Regions from separate parts of the Mus musculus genome. Here regions 2 and 3 are each linked to region 1. The links are chromatin contacts, called in public Hi-C and HiChIP or PLAC-seq maps. All regions are on one chromosome and are shown on one strand. The core of a region is the stretch at or near the end of the contact, and the rest is flanking DNA. Distances in the headings are between cores, read along the strand shown.

The links. HiChIP or PLAC-seq counts read pairs in DNA pulled down with a chosen protein or histone mark. A called contact is a pair of places that touch in the nucleus more often than the background predicts.
Region 2: a contact with region 1 is called in a Hi-C map of uterus, with 3 times the contacts expected there. The contact joins the enhancer-like site here to the promoter of 4930538L07Rik in region 1. A contact is called at or near these places in 2 of 15 datasets of contacts at CTCF or cohesin (embryonic stem cells and stem cell-derived epiblast-like cells), 28 of 484 Hi-C or Micro-C datasets (the AML12 cell line, adipose-derived mesenchymal stem cells, bone marrow-derived macrophages and 11 more), 6 of 115 datasets of contacts at active chromatin or transcription factors (the NIH/3T3 cell line, astrocytes, cardiomyocytes and 3 more) and 2 of 9 other capture datasets (adipose tissue and embryonic stem cells).
Region 3: an SMC1A HiChIP or PLAC-seq map of the NIH/3T3 cell line shows a contact between it and region 1, with 12 times the contacts expected there. The contact joins the enhancer-like site here to the promoter of 4930538L07Rik in region 1. A contact is called at or near these places in 1 of 39 promoter capture datasets (embryonic stem cells), 1 of 15 datasets of contacts at CTCF or cohesin (the NIH/3T3 cell line), 2 of 484 Hi-C or Micro-C datasets (cortical neurons and embryonic fibroblasts), 4 of 115 datasets of contacts at active chromatin or transcription factors (the NIH/3T3 cell line, astrocytes, embryonic fibroblasts and 1 more) and 1 of 9 other capture datasets (embryonic stem cells).

Annotation. Positions count from the first base shown.
Region 1 is chr14:47,756,219-47,758,918 of GRCm38.p6, reverse strand. It overlaps 4930538L07Rik (RIKEN cDNA 4930538L07 gene), which reads left to right and starts at 1,421. Exons shown (of 2, transcript NR_166788.1): 1 at 1,421-1,615; 2 at 1,732-1,875.
Region 2 is chr14:48,172,665-48,175,364 of GRCm38.p6, reverse strand. The region is part of intron 2 of Peli2 (pellino 2); the gene reads right to left. Among named protein-coding and RNA genes, the nearest start is that of Gm52144, 32 kb to the left of the region's middle. Within about 2 kb of position 1,369, at least 30 of the 459 cell types and tissues checked have an H3K27ac peak or open chromatin away from gene starts, as enhancers often do. A contact at or near this core is called in cerebral cortex, neural progenitor cells and uterus, where this site is marked.
Region 3 is chr14:48,223,579-48,226,278 of GRCm38.p6, reverse strand. The region is part of intron 2 of Peli2 (pellino 2); the gene reads right to left. It also overlaps the pseudogene Gm6498. Among named protein-coding and RNA genes, the nearest start is that of Gm52144, 19 kb to the right of the region's middle. Within about 2 kb of position 1,323, at least 75 of the 459 cell types and tissues checked have an H3K27ac peak or open chromatin away from gene starts, as enhancers often do. A contact at or near this core is called in the NIH/3T3 cell line, embryonic fibroblasts and fibro-adipogenic progenitors, where this site is marked.

The sequences.
Region 1 (2,700 bases), core at 172-2,671:
TGGCGGTGGGTACTCCTTCTCACTAATGTACACATTTCTACATGCCCATTATAGAACCTAACTTGTCACTCTCTTCTAGGGTGTAACTAGTTCTGAGTACCGAATGGCGTTGGTGACACCCCCGAATGCTTTTGTGAAACCAGAGATCTTTACCCAGTCTTTAACAGCATCATGATCTGGACAACGGCTTCCACATTGCCAGCTATTGCCATAGCTTTTCTCTGTCCTCCAGATGTCAGATGCTGTGGCAGGACATACAGAGCAATCCCAAGAGAAGAAAGGTAAGGGAAAAGGTCAAAAGGATGCAGGGCAGGCACCGCCCCCATTCCTCTAATTTCTCTGTTGAACAGCGCTGTGGTCCTTCCACCTGAGGAGGTCAGATTCTTATTTTACTTGTTTTTGTTTGTTTTTGAGATGAGGTCTCTGTTGTCGCTCTGGCTTTCCTGGAACTCTTTCTGTAGACCGGGCTGGCCTTAAACTCAGAAACCCACCTCCCCCTGCCTCCGGAGTGCTGGGATCAGAGGTGTGAACCATCACAGACCAGCCTAAAGATTCTTAACTTGTTTAACAACCACTGTTCCAGGAGATGCCCGAGAGTTGGAGGAATCTACAGAGAAGCAGCTCGCGGACAGAAATGTCTCAAGCATCCTTTGTGAAGAACTTTCCCTTCTCAGCACTGATCCTTAGTATTCCTGTGAGCATCCTCTCCTGGGCGCCTTGACAGCCTAACAGAGCCCTTCGTCATTAACCCACCTGAAAAGAATAGAAATACTGGAAAGAAGTCAGGGAGAAAAGAGAACATACACACTAGGAAAACATCAAAATTGGGAGACTTAAAAAATGCTGTTTTGTTCCTTGCTTTCTGGGACTTACCCAAGCTCCTCTGAAGGAATGGCCTGGCCCAGCTATTAAAAGTGCATACAGAGTAGAGCAAAGCTGGAGACAGGGGCTGAGGAGATGCTGTGTCTGCATTTAGAAGGCCTGTGGGGACCATCAACCCATAGTCCTGCTGTCTACCAAGACAGAGAAACCAGACCCGGCTGAGTAATCTGTAGTTAATTCTGGACGCAGCTCCCGACAAAACAGCAGGCAGACACCCTGGCACCAAAGATACGACCAAGAAAATGTTGAAGACATGTCTCTGTTTACAAGTCTGTGGTCCCCAAAGAACCCTTTAATAAAAAGTCTTCGATTCCATTGCATCAGTGTGCTATAGCCTTGGTTGTCCCTAGAAATAAAGATGTGGCTTTCTTATGTTCATCCATTGTGCAAAGAAGTGGTACTCCAGATGGAGGAAGGGGATTCTTCTTCCAGAAGAATCTAGACTCTGGAACCTAAGAGTCTTTTGATTCTAGAAGCCCCTGCATGGGGACTGTTCTGTCCACAAGGCTCTAAATCTATTCTGTATCCTTTAGAGACCAGACAAGGGTAGGTAGCCAAACAACCCAGAGAAGAGATTGGCATTAGAGTTAGCAGAGGATGAAGAAAGAGACCCAGGGCTTGGGCAGTGGGGCCTTAGAGCTCAGCCTGCTTCTGAGAAGCTTTTCCATGTAGAAACTGGGGTTTAAATCTCAGACATGCTGGGATTTCACCCCATTTACTTCCTGCTGTTCTAGTAAGTTCTTCTCAGAGGCAATTGCTTCAGGAGATGCCCCAAGCTCTCTTCAGAGGGCCTGGTTCCCACAGAACTCCTCTGATGGCCAAACTGACTGCTTGAGATTTGTTTTTCAGGTGAATTGGGTACTGTGGGTCACTTGCTCTGATCAAAGACCTTTTCCATCTTTCTCTGAACATTGAAGACCTGTTCCAACCAAGCCTAAGGAGACTAAAGTCATGGACTCTTCCTTCCTCAAATAAAGCCACTTCTTTCATACACTTGCAGAGACCTGGAGTGCAGACTCCAGACCTTTGTTACAGATGGCTCTTCTTCATGTTTTCACTATAACATCTGCAGAAGAACTTAGGGACATTTTCTAAACTCCAAAAGCATGCATTGGGTTTTCAAGATTCATGAGCTCATAAAATCTTAGGTTATGTCATGGTTGTTCACAAGCCAATTGAAAGGGATCCAAAATATATGCCTCTAGTAACCCCATGGCTTTTCACTATGAGATGTCTCCACAGCCAGAGGTCAGTAGATGGCTAACCAACTAGCTAAGGAGGGGCAGTGTCATGAGATGTCTCACTCTTGGCGGTCCCCTAACCCGGTAGGTAGGCTCCAAGTTCCGATTTTTATTTCTGCCTGTTGACAAAAATACTCAGCTGCCTGGAACTCATCTGTGAAGGATCTTGCAGGAACTTGGCAGTCACATTAGAGCAAAGGAACGCATCCAGAGTGATTAGAATGGAAAGTTATGGCCATAATTGTCTAATACACTAATTCACGGCAGGGATTTGAGATCCCCGGGGGACTGAGTCACCATTTAGCATATTAGGATGGAAAAACACAAAGCTCGCCCGCCCAAAGGGATTTGGATCTTGTTGACACGATGCCCTGTGAAGACTGAGAGCACGCCTTCCAGTGTGCAGATGAAGGAGAAGTGAGGCTACCAAACCAGCACTGGGTAAGCACTGGACGAAAGGTTGTAGCTAGGTATCATTATGGTTGTCTGCTGCTGGATTCTCTATCCCATACAATCTTACTGTGAAGATACTGATATTAAAGCCCCATGCAGAGCTCTGGGGGCCTGCTTCCTAGCC
Region 2 (2,700 bases), core at 120-2,619, 420 kb before region 1:
ATCTGTCGAGTCATCCCACTAATTTCCAAGCCATCTGTTAGTTCTTAGAAATTGTTAGCATGATCCTTTCTTTGACGTATTGGCACACGTGGCTCAATGTCTGAACTAGGATTTGACTAAAGACGCCAAGTTCTTCCTCTGCTCCAGTTAGTTGAAGGGGGCAGGCAAAAGAGTGTGCACACACAAGGACCCTGCCTGTGCTGGAGGAGCAGCTCCTAGCCCCTCTGCTCAATCCACACTCAATGCCCCTGTTCTCGCTCTAACCACAATTAGACTTCACACACCTACTATTACTACCATCAGCTAAGCCATGAGAATTACTTATTAGGTGTGATTTCTACTTTCACTCTACAGTATTCCGTAAACAACTGGTCGAATCGTAGGGATCAATAAATTTTAAAGATACTGTTTGAAGTTAATAATGCATTAGTCATATTTGTAGTCTATAGAATGTCCATGGTCATATAAGCTGTTGGATAATACTTTTCTCCTGGAATTCTTGCTTTTGTTTCTTTTCAGGTTTGGTTCTAACACATTCTGACTCACTACCACACTCACCTTTATTTGGTTTTACATGTGTTTTACCATCAATTACCTGTCAACTAACTCTGGCCTTGTTGGCATTACAGTTTCTTATTCTTAAAAATAAAGAAAAACTTCACATAATGTCAGTTACATTGTTACCCACCAAAGCCAAACCCTTTAAAAACTCTAACTGGCCAACTGCTACCTCCCAGTCTCTGCACAAGTGAATCTTCAATCCTTTGTAAGACATCAGAGCTAAGTCGATACAAGTTGCAACAGGCTGCCCAGGAGGCTCAATTACTCAATATTCCGGGTTCTTCGGAATGCTATTAAACTCTAGTGTGTATCTGATGTGAAGTAACAAATTCTTCAATATAAAATATTACAAGGTTTCCTTAGCTTATCTTCCAAATCATCCAGGCACAGCAAAACACCAGGGAGACAGCATCCAACGAGAGCTCCTTCTCCCTAGCTCCTTACATCATCTGTGCAAAATCCGTAAGGTTTTCCTGTAAGTATGGCTCCTGGAAACTATTTTTCATGAATTCTTCTTCAGAACCACAGTAAAGCTTAATATTTTTCAGATGTCACTCCTTCCAGCTGCACGAAATCAACAAAAGCCATCACACCATCTTCAAAGTCCTCCGAATTGCATCTTAAGTAAATCACTGGACCTCTATGTGAAATGGGTGGAGCTTCACTCTTGATGACTCAAATTTTACTGCTTTGGTTTTGTAAGTTTTCCAAAGTGGTTTTTTTTTTCATCTCAGTAAATGTGTTGTGTAATGATTGGAACCATAAATTTAAGCTGACATGATCGTTTCCTACAAGAACTATACTGGAAGTCCTGGTACTCTGTCAGAAAATCATGTGAACTGCACGGCGTGGTCTCAGACAACACTCATTAATAAGGAGCTTTTGCAAGCCGCTGCTTTAACCATATAGAAGCTTACTCGTGCCTGCGTTTTTACCAGGCACAAGATAAGTAGCTTCTCGTTCTAGAAATGACGTGATTTGTTTTACGAGTTTGTACCCAGTAGAGGATCAAGATACATCCAGCTCTGTGGTTCATTACTTCATTATTTTCTTCTCTTATAGGTAAGATATACAAACTTACAGCGCCTAACGGAAAAGCCTTATCAAAACACTGTTGCCTGAACATACTTCACTGAATTAACTAAATCATCTATAATAATTTCATTCATTAATTATTGAACGTCAAACTACCAAACAGAGAGTAGAGTGTGGTGACTCATACATAAAGTCACGAGGCCGAGGCAGGGGGACAGTGAGTTTGGGGCTAGCCTAAACTACACATCATACCCTGTCTTACCAAACCAAACCAAACAAACTATGAACTGAAGGATTATAACAAAATGACTATAAAGGAAACCAAAATCAAGACCATGTAAAGCCAAAGAACTCCAAAGCAGCACCGGTGAACAGTCTGTAGACGCGGAGGAGCTGGTACCTCTCCTGAAGCAGAGCCGCTACACTTCCCAGTGCCACCAAGACACACACTTCAAAAGTGGACCTCGATGAACTCTGCGGATCAGCTCAAGCTACAGAGCGAACACTGAAGATTATATCAGCTTTACCGACTCCCACAGTCACTGTTGATGCTCAGAGTGCTTCATCAACTGCTACAGCTGGACCAACTCATATACACCGCTGCAGTGTGGGTGTGGCTGGTCCCCAAGGCTTATGTGCTGGCAGCATGGTTCCTGATCTAGCTATGCTGAATGGTGGTGCATCTGTAAGAGGGAGGCCACAGGGCGCCACCCTCAGAATGGATGAGTACTGATCTCAGAGAGAAGGTGAGGTAGGGACACTGGGTAAGTTCCTATGAGAACCAGCAATGGGAACAAATAGCTCCGGGATATCTGCTCCATTTCCGGGCTAGTACACGCCCCGGCAGCACTTGACTTGCTCCCACCTGCATTTCCACCAAGCTGTGATAGCCAGGATACAGGTGTAAGCTGCCAGCAGAGTTGAGACAAGCAAATCTCTTCAGAAGGCACCCAGCCTTACTTACATACTCTCTCATAGCAATGGAAAGAGGGTAAAGACACAGATTAAAGAGCAGCCCAGGGCATGCAGTCATATTAATGAGACTTAATCTTAGTCTAAACATTATTCAAATATTGAGAATATTTTCCATTATGAAATACACTG
Region 3 (2,700 bases), core at 74-2,573, 470 kb before region 1:
TCCTTCAAGTCTGAAGTCACCTCGGCTGACGGCCCTCACATATCTGAGCACCCATCCCCCAACTGCCACCTCTCCCCTTTTGAAGAGTATAGACAATGTAATACTGACGAATGGTAACTCACAGGCTAACTCTCCTACTGAGGACTTCCTGTGAGAGATCACCCAGTCCAGAAAGCCTGTGAGGTGGTGTTACTCCCCTGAGGTAGCCTGCAGCCTAGAGCTAAGGGAGGAAGGCTGAGCTGCTGCCTCAAGGTGGAGCACTGTGTGCCTGTTCATGCCTCAGAGCCCCTGGGAGAGCAGACTGAGCACGGCCAGTGCTGAGGGCTTCTCCCACACTTCCTCACTATTCGCTACTGCTAGCCCAACCCCAGTCAATTATGTCTGCTGATTTAAAAAGTACACCCAGTGCCTTATTTTCTAGGGTTGATTTATCGTGCTGATAGCTGACAACCATAAGCAAATGAAAATGTTTCCGGCGAGACCCAGAATTCCACTGGGAATTCTGTTGATCTGATGGTGCCACACAAGCCCAGCCAGTGCTGGTGGCTACTCGGATATGAGCTTGACATGGAGTTTAGGCAGGGAAGTTGCTAACACAGGATGGAGAGGTTGATGGGGGATAAAGTTACTTGAAGGAGACAGAAGGAAACCTTTATGGTGATGGGCTAATGGTGTTTATGTGTGACAAGTGTAAAGAAGGCCAAATACAACTGGGGCTAGGTGTCTACATGGGGATTAGAGTTTAATTTTCATCCCTCTACCTGTATAGCTGCTTGATCCACAGGAAATGCCCAATATTGCTTGTATTAGAAAACATTAATTCATTAAGCTTAGCATCATAGCCCCTTGCTTGTCACAGACAGATTCGGGCAGGGAGAAACTGACAAAATGGGCAAGGCTCAGTGGCAAACCCGACCACAGTATGGGACAGAGGCACAGAAGATGCAGTGAGGGCCGCCAGAGAATTCCAATGCTTGGGGTGACCTTGGACTACACAGAGCAAAAGCAATGTCCTCTCCCAGAGATGTCTAGGCACCCTGAGGGTGGCAAGCCAGCTGTTTCTCTCCACACTTGACAAGGCCCAGCCAGAGGTTCAAGTCAGTGACTCATCAGGATTCAGACAAGCAGCCAGGCCCAGCTCCTCTTTTACTGGGTTCCTAGACTACAGACTGAAGCCGAGTCCAGGACTCGGTTTTGGTCCTGTGCAGTCTGGCCATGCTCCCTGCTCCTCTGGGCCCATATGCCATGCATGCTGGTCAAGAGTCCCTGCCTCCCTGACCTCCATTCCCCACACCCTCTGGCTGCGTTCTCTCACTTCTCCTGTGACTCACCGCTCAGCTGGGTGCTCCTGTCAATCACCCTTAACTGAATGCGCAGCCCTGATTAGGGCTAGGGATTGCATGGCTTAAAGACTGTGTCACCTGGTCTTCCGGGCAGTTTAGGATTTCTGTTTTTCAGTAATTCTTTCTACTAAAGGATGGAAATATCAATTTGAATTTTGCTATAGATCTTGAAACACTCAAATTGAGAGTGTTAGTCTACCCTTCAAGGAAATAAATAAGAATGTGCAAACAACGGTATTATTTACCGTGTTACCTGAAGCCACACAGATAGCTGGCTTTATGGCAAGCTCATCACATAGTAAAAGCAGTACAGACACCGAAAATTATTTTTATGCTTCAATTAAAATTTATGCCACTACTTTCCATGGTTTAAACACACCCAATATTCTGAAAATACATTGTAACGGATGGCACTGCAGCTGCTTCTGCTAAAAAATGTCCAAATGGAGTTTCTCCATGTGTGCCAGTTATGTGGTAGTTAGCCCAATGAAATCAAAACAGAGCTTACATTTTTTCTTTCCTTTTTGGCAATAAAGCTATGGGCATTTTAAGACATTTCTGAAGAGAAAAAAAAAGATGTCTCTCCTTTAATTTCAACATTTTCCAAATATAGAGCATGGTCTCATCTTTCCAGACTGGGTAACAAAGCCTACTCACAGACTGAGTTAATGAGCTGTGAGAAACATGTCTCATGGGGACAGAGACATGTTTGTACATAAAATGGAGAGATGTGGAAGAATGTAATGGCTGAACAACAGTTACACCTTGGTGAGTACACTTGAAAACCACGTTCAGCCTAACAGGAGCCCGCTAGTGCTAACCACACAACCTTGCCCTCAGCGAGGAGGCCAATCTTCTAAATCCACGATGTTCGAGCTGTAAAGGAGAGTAACTCAATCGTAAATCTACACCGAAGTGTCTGGGTTCTGGGGAGGTGGCTTAGTGGATGAAACACTTGCCATAAAAGTATGGGGACCAGAGTTTGGACTCCCCAGAACCCGCATAGAAGCTGGACAGCAAGCTGGCAGGGATAGGCAAGCTGACTGGCTTACCTAGCTGGGATTGGTGAGTTCCAGGTTTCAGTAAAGTGGAAAATGAACTTGGTCAACTTGGGCCTACATACATGTGACCATGTACATCTGTGCATCTATAAATCTCTCTCTCTCTCTCTCTCTCTCTCTCTCTCTCTCTCTCTCTCTCTCTCTCTCCCTCTCTCTCTCTCTCTCACACACACACACACACACACACACAGAGTACATGGCATGTCTGAAACCAAAGACAGTCAAACTAATGTAATGCACAGTCCAAAATAGTGTCAATCCATTCCAAAACCATACCAGACAGAATGGCTTAAAAC